Regions from separate parts of the Mus musculus genome. Here region 2 is linked to region 1. A link is a contact called in public Hi-C data. All regions are on one chromosome and are shown on one strand. The core of a region is the stretch at or near the end of the contact, and the rest is flanking DNA. Distances in the headings are between cores, read along the strand shown.

What was found. Hi-C and Micro-C count contacts between places; a contact is called where the count stands out from the background.
Region 2: a Hi-C map of cerebellum shows a contact between it and region 1, with 2.5 times the contacts expected there. The contact joins the promoter of Atoh1 here to the enhancer-like site in region 1. A contact is called at or near these places in 12 of 484 Hi-C or Micro-C datasets (LSK cells, Sertoli cells, cerebellum and 2 more) and 3 of 115 datasets of contacts at active chromatin or transcription factors (all in embryonic stem cells).

The regions. Positions count from the first base shown.
Region 1 is chr6:64,686,144-64,693,314 of GRCm38.p6, reverse strand. It overlaps a transcript of Grid2 not described here. Among named protein-coding and RNA genes, the nearest start is that of Gm35851, 39 kb to the left of the region's middle. Within about 2 kb of position 4,459, at least 7 of the 459 cell types and tissues checked have an H3K27ac peak or open chromatin away from gene starts, as enhancers often do. A contact at or near this core is called in cerebellum, where this site is marked.
Region 2 is chr6:64,726,406-64,733,576 of GRCm38.p6, reverse strand. It overlaps Atoh1 (atonal bHLH transcription factor 1), which reads right to left and starts at 4,452. Exons shown (of 1, transcript NM_007500.5): 1 at 2,332-4,452. The coding sequence starts at 4,254. The coding sequence ends at 3,199. It overlaps Gm35851 (a long non-coding RNA gene), which reads left to right and starts at 4,716. Exons shown (of 3, transcript XR_377731.4): 1 at 4,716-5,016.

The sequences.
Region 1 (7,171 bases), core at 3,210-5,709:
GTCATTTTGCTTAAAACAAAACAAAACAAAACAAAACAAAACAAAACAAAACAAAACAAAACAAAACACATTGTTAACAACACAGAAACAGAGGAGCACCAGAGGTGGAGAGGCGTAGCCATGCCAACAAAGCAGCCTTTCGAGCTGTATCATGAATTTATCCGGTTTCTTTCCTGAAGGTCACACAGCATTTCTGAAATTAGACGTTTCAGAAGAGTTTGAACTTAAATTTGATCAGATGCACAGGTGCATTTCAGATACTGCGACACTCTTCGGTGTTTTGGCAATGGCTTACTGAGTCAGCTCATGCCTCCCATTGTGGGTCATACATGCTAGTGAAAGCTAGCTTGTGAATAAAGAGGCAGTTTCAGGGCCTCCTGGGTCAGGGAGGATTGCTGTTTTCTGTACCATGCTGATCCAAAGTGGATTGTACTAGAAACTCATTCTGCTCTGAGTTGTCATTTCCTGTATCCTTCTTTCCTGCAGGGATGATATCATTATCCTACAAAATTTCCTTATGAATTGGCAAATACCAGAACAACACCTAGTCTATATTCTAAAACAAACCAGAGATAGTCAGGAAACCTGAAATGGAGTGATGACTCCAGGTCTAGAAGTATTTCATTTTACTTTACCAAGATCTGAAATTAGGTTTCCTTGTTGTTCTACTAAAAATCATTGCAGACTTAACAGGGTATGGCGGCACACACCCTTAATCCCAGCACTTGGAAAGCAGAAGCAGATATCTATGAATTCAAAGCTAGCCTGGTTTGCATAGTGAGTTCCAGGCCGGGCAGAACCACACTGTGAAAACTTACCTAATAACAACAAAGTATTATAGCTATAGCTACCCAACAGAGATTGCTTAGGACAAAAAAGACAGCTCTGAGTGTATTCAGATATTTTTTTCCCTTAAAAAGTAGTAATTGAACTGGGAATAAGATTCCAGAATTTCATATTTTATGTTAAACATTTAATTATAAAACAAGTCCGAGGATACATTTGAGACAAGACATCCAGCTAACTAACATGGATGATTACTTTGCTCATTGAGTTTTATCAAATAAATATATAGATTTTAGGGATTAGAATTATACAATAATTGATTTGTTTTTCATTTTAGTTACTATCTTCCAAGGCTTTGTTTCTGTTTATTCTTTAAAGCTACTTATGCAATGTAATATTTTCTATTCTCTGTGTTTTAATCCCCATTCTCTGAGCTCCGGTAGATCTGACTGAGTATAATCTAGGGACTTTTTTTCAAAAGGAAGATAGTGCTGATGGTTGAGGTCATGACCTCCTTTTTAGGACTCCAGGGACCAACAGTTCCAAATAGTTCTTTTATGAAGAAAGCAGTCTTGGGACGTCTGCGACTGGAATGGTCAGCATAAAGCTGTCTGAACTGGACCAATGCTGTCGATTTTCCAGCACCACATTGCAATGTGTTATTTATGGTAATATTATAAGCATCGTTATAGCTCCAACATCACTGTGAGGCCAGTATTCATAGAGCTAGTAATATGGAAACCAGTTAACAGTTGAGAGGTCTGGGACTGTGTGTGGTCAAGGTAGTCCACCTTTCAGGGACAGGATAGAGAGTTTGGCCTCCCATTTCCCAGTGAGGTAGCCATGGATGTGCCCCCTCCTTTGTCTTCCTATCCTTTTCCTACTCTTGGGATATAAAAGGAGGGAGTTGCTGTCACTTAGGTTCCTAGTCTAGCAGACTTCCACACTAACAGCATGCAATCTGTGACTGATCCCAGGTCTTCAGTCTTGCTCTAGGACACTAGTTCTCAACTTTCTGAACGCTGTGACCCTTTAATATACTTCCTCATGTTGTGGTGGTTCCCAGCCATAAAATTATCTTCATTACTACTGTAATTTTGCCATTGTTATGAACTGTAATATAAATATCTGTGTTTTCTGATGGGGTTAGGTGACCCCTGTGAAAGAGTCATTCTATCTACAGGATGGGTTGAGAATCACTGGTCTAGGATGTGACAGTTGAATACATAACAACAGACTGAAATCTCCAAGCTGTGGAAAAGTGGGAACACTATCACACAGTGGGAACACATGTTCCATAGTATGCTGTTTTTTTTTTTTGTTTGTTTGTTTTTAAGTATAGAATAGAGTTTATTCAGGACATGGGGAGGGGAGTTGAGAGAGAGAGAGAGAGAGAGAGAGAGAGAGAGAGAGAGAGAGAGAGAATAGAGGAGTAGAGGCCAGCCATGAGCATGCAGAGAGAGGGGATAGGGGAAGGAATAGAGAGAGGGTAAGCATCAAGAGGACAGGGCAAGAGAGCAAGGGCCATATTATGCTATTCTTGACTGTCTCTAATGTGGACTGAGACGTGTGTGTGTGTGTGTGTGTGTTGTGTGTGTGTAACTCACAATTCATGATGACTATAGGTGACGTTCACTTCTCACACTGACTTACTGAATGTATGACAGCGTGCTGCATTTTTACACACAACTATTGATGTAGGAGAAGCCTCTGCGTGGGAACCCACACTAGCATCTCAGGGAACTGCTCACGCCCCAGGCTGCGATGGTGTTGCTTTCAGTTCTAATGGCTTTGCTGCTTCTGATCATTTAGTGGAAACAGGATCCTTTGGGAATCCTGGGATCCCCAGATTGTTCCTCTGGAAACCTGTGACCTTCTCTCTGTCCCCTTTTACCAAGTGCAGTCTGCCCAAACCAATAACTTGTCCCACCATTCTGTTTTATTTTTTAAGAAAAACATTTCCCTTTTTTTTTTTTTCCCTTCCAAATACTCCCAGTTTCTCCCTGGCATTTCTGCTTCAGTTTTCCTCTGTACAGGACAGAATTCTAGAAATATCTAATATGTATCTTCTAAACACACACACACACACACACACACACACACACACACACACACACATTAAATACACATAGATAAAAGTTCAACAATTAAAATGAGACATCTTAAAGCAGTCCGTCAAACAGAGTATATGGTTGGCCCGCCCTGATTGGCAGCTCCTGGGGGGACCTTAGCCCTTTCAGATGCTGGGGAGGTCCCATGAAAATGGCTACTTAGGAAGGAACTGTAGGAAAGCAGGTAGACAAACAGACAGATGCCTGTCACAGTACTGCAAGCAACTGCATCCCAACAACCATGTGGTCCTGGAAGTGAATTCTGGGCTCCAGAACCAAAGGGAGTTAACAGAACTTTTGCTACAGCTCTGTGAGGCCCTGAGCAGAGGACCCACGTAGGTCCTTTGTCTTATATTCTCAGATCTTTCTGATACTAGTTGAATTCCATTATAGTCTTGTGTTGAGTTTGACCTCTCTGTAGCTCTTAACTGAGGGCACCACGTGCTTATTCCTGAGATAATCACATCACTTTCATATCAAGGTTAACTCTATAAAATAACCAACCTGTTCTTACCTGATAATTAAGAGATAAAAATATTATGTCAGTGAAACATAATATGGGAACCCTAATGAAATGGTATTTTAGTCTAGCAAACACTAAAATAGATATGGAGTGTTGTATCTTGATGAATATACTGATGTTATTTTAGTCAGGACTAAGGTTGAGTTTAAACTGCAGGGAAGTGTCCTTTAGCAAAATGTATACTCTCATGTTTTCTGTCTCTTGTAACTTTTTACATATTGGGAACTTGTCATTAAAGTGCAAATTAAGGGGCAGCAAGATGGCTCTGTGCATAGATGTGCTTGCCACCGAGGAGCCTAAGGACCTGAGTTCAATTTCAGACCTATATGGTGGAAGGAGAGAATAACTTCTGAAACCATCACATACAGGTTTTACAAACACATACACACACACACACACACACACACACACACACACTTTAAATAAGTGAAAGTGATTTGTATTGGTTTCCTTTTGTAAGCATAATATAAAATAGTCATAATATATATTGAATTAAGGAAGCATAGAAATCATAGAGGGTGCTTCTGTCAGTCCTTTTTGTCTTATTGTGATTTTTCAGGGTTACTTACTTACTTTATTTATTTATTCATTTATTTATTTATTGGTCTAGAATTTGGATGTTCCTGCCTTCTATGGTCTAGCTATAATCTATTGTGACAGCGATGTTTTATGAAAAGAAACAAGTTATGTTTACAATGCCATTACATATTTCTAAAATTAAATAATTACAACTGCAATTCTCCAAACAGTTCTATGAGGACCCATGTAGGTCCTTACTACTAAGTAGTAGTAGCTTACTACTGCCTGAGACTCAGTGTGAAGCAGGTTGCCTTCTGACCTGGCAGGTCATCAGTGGTTGGTGAAGGTAAGTAGGGGTGTGATTTTGAGCGCTCTATGCAAGGACTTGAAGGTGATGGATTAGGGACAAGCAACCATGAGTTCCTCTCATCTGGCATTCAATCCTCTGATCCTGCGGCTTTCTCCCTAGCCTCCCGTTCCTGAAGAGTGTCATAGAACAACAGATGCTAGCACTCTAAGGAGGAGAGGGGGAGGGGGAGGGGGAACGCAATCAAAGAGACTGGGGCAAGATTGACTGTGGGGACCCGGGTTACTTCACGTGAGCTGTTTTATGCAAAATGAAGCACAAATCACTTGCATTTGGAAAACCCTGCCAGAGTGCCACACAAGTGACAGAGCAAATCTGCAAGCTGCATATTCAAGCGCCACTTCTAGAGAAGCTTTGAAGAAAGCAGGCGGCGGCGACCCCCACCTTCAGGCTTAAATGAACTCTGAACAGACTCATTTGCCATGAAGGATGAGATGGCGAGATGCTGGCGCCTGGGGCTCTGCCTCTCCGCGCCTCCTTCCCTGAGTCGTTCTGGTGGGTTTTTGTGTCCCAAAGTTGTCCCTGTGCAAACAACAGGTTGAATATTGTAGGTGTGGGTTATTAAAGTGTCCCTGGGACAATGGCAGTCTGTGTCCCATTTGTAACGCTTGGATTAATCTTTGGAAAGTGCACACAAAATGTGACATGATGTTGGCTTCCAACATTATTCAGTCTGCATAGCAGCAAATCCTGCCCTGTCTCCCTGGAAATAAAACTCTGCAGACTGCCCCTGCCATCTCAAAGCGACCTATCATTTATGCCGCAGAGTAGGGACACCCTGGTAGCACGGCTGTGAGTGAGATTTTGTAGTTTGCAGAAACACTCACGATGGAAATAAATTGTGGGCTATCTTGTCCACAGCTTCCCTAAAGGAAGTCTGCAGTTAGCTAAGTCGTATTTTATTTTGCTTCCTAAGGAAGAAGTAACAACATACATATTTTCAAAGAGAATTCCACATTCGTTTAGGATTATAACTACTTAAGTGACAAACGGCCTTTTGACATTTCATCTTTTTCCACATCTTTCCTTTTCAATGAAGTCTGAAAGGAAGAGCTATAATATAAAGGGAGAAGCGGGTCCTCAAAACCAGTCACACACCAAACAATATTTGCTTTTCCCCTTTTTATGGCTGAGATGCTAAAATCATGAGACTCAGTGATATCCTGTTGATGTCTCTTTCCTGGGAAATGTGTAACTGGCATGGTGGGATGTGAGAAGGGACCACTCAAGTCTCTGCATTTAAGAACATCTTCATATTGAGATTTGAAAAATAATTGAGAGAAGAGACCGAGAGTCATCAAGTGGACTTCACAGAGAGCCAAGTGAACAACTAACTATCTCCAACAAACTGGAATTAGGAGAAGAGGAATCAGGCTTCCTCCAAGAGCAGCGGTTTTTAAAAGGTCTGTGTTCACTGTTTAAGTCCAGGAGACGCACGTGGTATTTATTCATTTACTGTGTGTACTGGCTGGTTTTGTATGTCAACTTGACACAGTGTGGGTGGTGCCATCCCTGGGCTGGTGGTCCTGGGTTCTATAAGAAAGCAGAAAGAGTAAGCCATGGGAAGCAAGCCAGCAATAAGCAGCAATTCTCCATGGCTTCTGCATCAGCTCCTGCCTCCAGGATCCTGCCCTGATTGAATTCCTGTCCTGACTTCTTTCCATAACTCATGAACAGCCATATGAAGTGTAAGCCAAATAAACTCTTTTCTCCCCAATTTGCTTTTTGTTCATGGTGTTCCATCGTAGCAACAGCATGATATTCTATCAGGTGTGTTGATTCAGGATGTCCTCAGAACATGAAGGGACAATGTCAAGTGGCTAGGAATGGCTTCCTGCAAATTTACAATGATTTTTTAAAAAATTATTTATTTATTTATTTTTATTTATATGACTACATTGTAGCTGTCTTCAGACACACCAGTAGAGTGTGCATCGGATCCCATTACAGACGGTTGTGAGCCACCATGTGGCTGCTGGAATTGAACTCAGGACCTTTGCAAGAGCAGTCAGTGCTCTTAACCTCTGAGCCATCTCTCCAGTCCCATAATGACTTTTGTATCCATTAAAGCAAGTGGCTGCTCAGCCTGTCATGTAGAACACATTTTTGTTTCCCCTATTTGTTACCTTTAATAAATCAAATTCAGAAGTTTCAGTTATTAAGCCAGTTTATTGTTTCAATATGTTTGGCATTAGTGAAAGTCAATATGAAATTTGATTTAAGTGGGGAGGGGTACATAGTCATTACAGAGGGCTATAGCTAAAATCCATACACAAAATCCATACACAGTTCATCTAAAAGAGTGGGGCTTTGTGACCTGAAGGACAGAGCCTGGTTGGGGTGGATGTGACCGCGTGTAGCAAAGGTGGTACCTTGGCTGTGACACTTGTAAGTGACCCTGAATCCAGCTCTACCCTGAATCTCTTTTCAACTGGAGCAACTTGCTCAGGCGGAAGGCTACAGGATGGATCATTATTGCATAGAACAAATCTTGCGCGTGCCCCCTTGTGATGACTCCCTCCATGGTTTCATTTCCCAGCTGCAGTATATTTGCTTGGTCATGATGTTCTAACAGGTGGGTTGATTCCTGATGCCCTGATTTTCAGAGTTCGGGGTTTGAGACAGGGTCTCAAGTATTACATGAATCTGTAATTCCCTGTACAGCCAAATCTGCCCTCAAAACTCCTGCCTCTGCCTCTCAAGTCCTGGGATTGCAACTCCAGCCCTGGCTGTGCTGATATATATATATATTTTTTTAAGGTATGTTTAAAGTATGGAAGGAGAAAAGATACTGCAAAAAGCAACATCAAGGTTAACATATAAAGAAGTCAGTTGGCATGAGGTGTAGTGTGGTGACACACCTTT
Region 2 (7,171 bases), core at 3,203-5,702, 40 kb before region 1:
GTAGAAGCTAATTGCTAATAATGGAGAGAAAGGAACCAGTCAGCATGGCAGGAGTGGTCTGGCATATGGGGAATGAGCGCTCAGAAATACTCAATATTCAAGTTTCCAAAATATTAATGAGATTATAGCAACCTGCAGCTATATGTTACAGCTTGTTAATGGGGTGTGAGAGAGGGAGCTGCCAAACGTTTGTTATGCAAACTTCATTGCCGGACCTTGGAGTGGATCTCTTTCAAAGAAATGCCAGCATTAAAAGAAAGAAAGAAAGAGAGAGAGAGAGAGAGAGAGAGAGAGAGAGAGAGAGAGAGAGAGAGAGAGAGAGAGAAAGAAAAGGAAAGAAATGGGATGAAGAAAAGAGGCTAAAGTTTTAATTTGAACATTGAGCACACAATTCGCCACAAAATAATCTGACTTTGTTCCCATCGGGATGAGCTAGAAAAATTTTCCGTTGCCTTTCCATCAATTTGATATAGAATTAAAGTTTGAAATTCTGGTATGATTGTTTCCATTCTGAGAAGGGCGAACAGGAGTTGCTCACTCAGAGAGGTGAAGTGGAAGCTCTGCTCACCGCGGCAGCAAACATCCATCTGGACCTTAGACAGGCACAACTCCCAACCATTGAATTGCTGAAGAAGAAATCTGTGGCGGGCTCCCTGATCTGGTGATAAGGAACATCAAGTGCAGCCATGGACATTGGTATTTTCTGGCTGTGTGATTAGCTGCCATTTCACTATCTATAAAACGATGTGAAGAAAGGTGCTACCTGTGTTCTTTCTATTTTCTCAGAGTCAACGAAAATGATGTTGATGAAACCTTTTTCCTGGTTGGTTAACACAAAGTGGGTGGTTTTAAAATTTTGGTTGATTTCTTTGGGAGAAAAAGGGTTCCCCCCACCCTTTCCTTTCTCATTTTCCCAGCATGTACAAAAAAAATATATCAGCCACCATCCCCACCCTGATATACACACATAGGAAAGACCACACCAAGCCAAATAATATGACATATGCATATCAGAGTTGGTCCTCTGGTCTTGCTCATCTGTTTTCATCTGTTTTACTTATTAAGAGAGAAATGAAAATGTGTCCAAAGCAATTGTTTGGCTTTTTGTTTCTGTTATGCTTTTCAGCACTATAAAGATCCCCGATGCTTGTCTTAGTGGGTTATCTAAGGGCAGGTGCATTTCCTGGAAAGTGTCCCTGGCCACCCTGACCTTCTCCCAGAGAGTTGGCTGAGAGAACTGCTAAACTTCCCTGGAAGGGCTTCTACAGAAAGTCACCACACCCTGAGTGGTCAGCAGAGCTCTGCAATTCTTCCACAAATGGAAGAAAACCTGCACTCCCTGGGACAGCGCTTTTTCTACAGCTGCAATCTGTGAAGTTTTCCTTATACTAAGGTGATGACAGAGTAGGATACAAGAACTAGCAAATTAGCACCCCTTATTTTGTGGGGGTACCCTCATTTCTTACAACAAAGAAGACAATGAATTTGCGTATAGCCCACCCCTCAAATTCAGAGAGTATTCTGGACACTCGAGTTTCACGAATACTACAACACCTAAATTAGCCAATCAAATGCATTGTAAAAGTTCCGATTTCTACTCTCTACACATTCTGCATTAGCTCTCCTATGACCTCTGATCTTGAGATCCCAGAATAGATTCCTACCCCGTATAGACACCTGGGATGAGTGTAATAGCTCACTTAAGTGTCTGCAGCTGACTTAGAAGGTACTTGACTGGTTTGTTCTGGGGGAAAAAAATTAAAGGCAAATACTAGCTTTGTGTTGGAAGAAGTTGAGTTTGAAAAGAAAAAAAAAAACTTCAATGGCAGTCAGCATTAGTAGAGGCTTCTAGCTTCTTAGTGTTGAAACAATGGTTGCCAATCTATCTTTTCCATCAAGTTCTTTTCCATTGTCCGCTTCCCTTTTTGTAGCGATCTCTTCCCCTGGAGATCATGAGCTGTCCTGTGTACCTGAAAAGTTTTCAGCTATCTTTTTTTTTTTTTTTTTTTTTTTTTTTTTTTTTTTTTTGTGGATGTAAATAGGTAATCTCAGTGATATTAACCAGCATGGACCAGAGCCATGGAGACAGAGGGCACTGGCTTCTCTTGGAGTTTGTTGACTCTAGAAGAAGGGACACTGAATGATCCTGGCCACCCAAGGGCAAACCATGATGCAAAGCTGGGTACATTTAATCTCACAATTTATCGTGTAGCCGATGTTACTGTAGGATACTAGATTTGCAACATTCTTTAAAACAGCAAATCACATCATTTCTACCACTTACAACTTATTTTTAATGCTTTACTGGACTAGAACACGTGACAACGAAAAGGTTTTTTTTTTCCGAGTTTATTTTATCATTTGTAAAAGAGCATACATACATAAAGCAATGGCAACTGGATTTGCTAAATCAAAATAAAACGATCTCGAGTAGAAAATGTAAAAAAAAGGCAATTAAGTAGAAATGGGTCCAAATACGCAATAATAAATAACTTTTCTAATGTTAACAAAGCAAAATAAAATTGACCAAATGCCTTTGACACTACATGTTTTTTTTTAATTTTCATTTGCAAAAACAAACATTTGCAAAGAGTTTAATGATTATGAGTGGCTGTTTTTAAAATCAAAAGTTGCTCTGCATTGGCAGTTGAGTTTCTTCAAGGCGGCGCAGCGGCCAGTGATGAAGTGCGTGTATTCTGGGTCCGCTAGACACACTGCTGGACACACTTGGTGTCTAAGCTCTACAGATACTCTTATCTGCCCCTGCATTTTAACAACACAATAGTCCGTGTTCAGTAAAGTACCCAATGCGGGTCTCAAGCAGTTGGGGAAACAACTTCATTGACTAACTCCCTTATTTGTGAGTGAGCGCAACACGCAAGGATGAACTCCCAAGGTATAAAATAAGTGAAACCCAGACCAGAGGCAGAGATACGACATTTTAGCAGCATATTGGCAGCATGGACCATGAAACGATGCCACGTAAAGGTACATATAATGATACAGTATCTACATACAGAGGAAGGAGAAGGTAGGAGGAAGGGGATTGGAAGAGCTGCAGCCGTCCGAAGTCAAGTCGTTGCTAACAACGATCACCACAGACCAAAAATTAAAGGGTGCAGGGATATTTGTCACGGGGCTTCCCGCGCGCTAGGAAGGGCATTTGGTTGTCTCAGTTTTCAGGGAGCTGTTGCCTTCCTAACTGGCCTCATCAGAGTCACTGTAATGAGAGTGGGGGGAAAACTCTCCGTCACTTCTGTGGGATCTGGGAGATGTTTTGCTGTTGTCCTCCTGTACAGGCTGCAGGATGCCCCCGGGCAGCGAAGGCGACAGGTCCTTCTGTGCCATCATCGCTGTTAGGGCCCTGTCCTCGAAGGCTGGGAAGTGCAAAGCGTCCAGCTGCACCGAGTAACCCCCAGAGGAAGCTGGGCCTGAGAAGCGAGTCCGGCAAGGCCCGGGCGGGGTAGGTCTCGGGCCCCCTCCCGGGGCTGGCTGAGCCCCAGCTACCGCAGAGGCGCCCGCACCTCCTTCATAGGAGGAGGCGGTGCGAAGGTGATGGTGGTCATTTTTGCAGGAAGCTGTGGGCGGCGGCGGTTGCTCTCCGACATTGGGAGTCTGCAGCAACTCCGACAGAGCGTTGATGTAGATCTGGGCCATCTGTAGGGTCTCATATTTGGACAGCTTCTTGTCGTTGTTGAAGGACGGGATAACGTTGCGCAGCTGGTCGAAGGCGTGGTTCAGCCCGTGCATCCTGCGCCGTTCCCTTGCGTTTGCTGCCAGCCTCCTTTGCTTCTGTACCCCATTCACCTGTTTGCTGGAAGGGGCTCGCTGGCGGCTGCAGCCAAGCTCGTCCACTACAACCCCACCCTTCAGCTTGCACAGCTGTTCCCGTACTTTGACGGGCCCGGGGCTCTTGCTGAGGCCGCCACAGCCGCTTCTCCTTACCAGCTCACCCTGGCTGTCAGCCTCGTCCCGGGGCGCCGCGGCCTCGGAGGCACCCAGCTCGGGAGAATGCAGCAGATACTGGGCGGCGCGTGCCGTGCAGAGGCCCTGCAAAGTGGGAGTCAGCCAGGCGCGTGGGTCGGTGCTATCCAGGAGGGACAGTTCTGCCGGGTAGACGGGAAGGTCTCTCGCCTGCAGGGTAGCAGGTGGCTGTGGCGTCAGCGGCGGGACGTGGTGCGGCTGGGGATGGCGATGGTGGTCCCCCAACTCTTTTACCTCAGCCCACTCTTCTGCATGCAGCAGGCGGGACATCGCACTGCAATGGCTCGGAGGTGCCGTGTTAGAGGAGGTGCTGGCAACCCAGTTCAACGAAGGGGATAAGCCCCGAACAACAACAACAAAAACCTTCCTAGTCTCTTCTGCAAGGTCTGATTTTTTTTCCTTCCTCCTCTGACCCTCCCCCTCTCACTCGGAGATCGCACACCAGGTCGCGTGCAACGAAGCTTCTCCGGTTGCTGAAGGCGCTGCGCCCCTTTAAAAAGCGGCACGCGCCAGTGTATCTCCCCCGGCTCCCCTCCCAGCCCCCTCCTTGCGCCAGTCGCGTGTCTGCCCAGTCAAAGAAGGGGGCGGGCAGGCGCGTGCGAGGAGCCAATCAAAGAGTTTTTACACCCAGTGAAAAGTTACTGTGTGCCGAGGAGTTCAGCTCTGGCTCTGGAAAAAAAAAAAAAAAGAAAAAAAAATTCCCCCTTGTCCCTCTAGTCAGTTCTGGAAATTCATATGTTAATTGTGGGGCTGTAATTCGACTCCTGAGGGTGTCACCTCCCAGGCGACCTGAGTGAGGGGAATGGGGGGTGGGAGGGGAGAAGAAGCGGGCTCCCGGCTGGTGTCCTAGCGGCCCCAGCTCAGATGAGACCCAGGGTAGGCGGCTCCCGGCCAAGCTGGACGCGCCTAGAGCCTTCGGGGCACCAACTGGAGTAGCCCGCCTGGCCTGAGATCCCTCCAAGCCTGGATCACAGCTCTCAAGAAACTCGTAAAATCGCCCATGTGCAATGTGACAGAAATACATATAGAGAGGTGTGTATATAGCTCTTACCTATTGCACATTTAATTTGTAGAAGTGTTAAGTGGCGTCTAATCAAAAATCAGAACAAGGTGAAAACCATTCGCTTCTGGGAACGTATTTCTTAATTTTGACTTTGTCTGCATCTCTTGGTCCACATAGTACTTGGATTTTTTTTCATGTAGTCTTTTTTTTTTTTAATGGAAAGTAAAGCTGCGGTATAGTTATGACATACCAAAATCGGGATTGCCCCAGGAGCCTTTGAGCGTGTTTCTTAGAGCCCGTTAGGGTCTCAGTCTGCAAAAGCCCTTCGCGGAGGATATCGCGCTACGCTGAGCTATCGCAAGGGATCATGCAAACAGTTTCAAAACTCACAGCGTAGGACTCATAAACGCAGAGCCACAGGAGGCTGCCGGAATTAGTGCAAAAGGTCTTTGGGTTCTTTGTGATTCTGGGCATTTTGAAACTGCTGCCTCGGGAGGCCCCGGTTTACTAGTGCGCGTGGCTTCTTGCGCAAACGCCCAGAAACCACAGTCAAACCCACCTGTCCCGCTCTGTTTAGTTAGGGTGTTCACTCCCTCTATAAACCGCTCCCCTCCTACCTCTTTAGCCCTCCGCCTGGTAGTTTACCACAAAGAGCCAATCAGAAACTTCCTGGCTCGGGACACGCCCCAGCTTGCTCCTAGTGCTCTCCAGTTTGGGCTTTCTTCGTCCCTGGGGCACCAGAGTGGGTGGCAACTGTGGCTGGTGCTTTCGATTTTCAGGGTGGTTGCTACTCTAGGAGGACTTTCGTCTTCCGGCAGATGGTACCGCAGAAAGCTCCCTGGAACCTGTCTTTGCAGGGTCCAGTGCCGTTGAAATGTTCCGCTAGCAGGGACCTGATCCAACCTGCCATCTGGAGCTCCTTGTGCGAAGGATTTCAGCGGCTGGAGTAAACTAGTGTTTATATCTCACAAGATAGAGAAGGACAGAAGAGAGTTCAAAGTTATCGTCAGACTTCACCTGTTTCTCTATTTCCAGTGTGCCCATTTGCTACTGTATAAAGAACAGTTCCGGGCCTTCCAATGCTGACAGAAAGATCAGAGGAGCCCTTTTCTTAAAGAGTGTAAGCTCTGCAGAAATAAATACTCTAACAATAGATGGGGTGGGGGGTAGACAGGTAAATCAGGAAGTACCCTCCAAACCTAAAAGACAACCATCGACAACAATAAAGGAAAAGGTAATAATGCCTTTATTTGGCGGGTACAGCATTCTTCTGTATTTTTGGAGACTGGTCTGGGTACTGTTGAAATCAACCAACACTGTACCTAGCTTTACTAACTGTCAAGTACAATCTGAAAAGCAAGACTTTCCAGTAACCGAGGGACCCAACATCATCAATTGTGTATGAAAGACAACGTGAGAGCCTGGAAAGGTTAGGTAGCCATGACGGCTTTGTTCTTCATTTGGTGACTCTCTGACCTGTTAGCTGAAAGGTAGAAGTTTTTCCACAAGATGTCAGTACTAAATGTGCAGGGCGCTCAAATTTTCCTGGGATTTCTATCCTCCAGGTATTTTATTTGCATTTTAAATTTAACCACAAAACTTCCAAATACTTGTTTTTCTTTATGCTCAGAAAAACTCAAGGAATATAGACAAATGTTTGTGCAACACTTTTCATGCCACTGGTCTTAATTTATCAGATTTACACAACACTCACTAATGTAATTTCTTTTTAAAGAGCACATCTCAATTATTTTGTAAAGAAATGGATTATTTTAGGACTTCTAGGGACTGTATGTACATTTCTGTGATTAGTGGTATGATATTTCTCTGGTTTTGACTATGGATCTGTTTCTCTTCCCTTTCCCCTTCTCCTTTCCATTAGCTGAGTAACATAGGCCAGAGCGTGTCCATGGGATTGCAGCCTGCTTAGTGTGAACAGAGTGTCCCCGGGGAAGGTTTGGATTGGGGTGTCAGAACACAGAGTGGAGTGAATATTTATGGGTGCTGGCTGGTAGAATAGCAGCTCAGCTTGAAGCCTTTGCTCTGTGAGGATACCAAATTACTTACAAAAATTAGATAGAGAAATAAATTCTTGAGAAAAAAAAATCAGAGATCTAGTTATAAATTTATAAATTTACACAGAGCTTGGGTTAAAATTTCAGATTTTTATTTGAATTTAAAGTT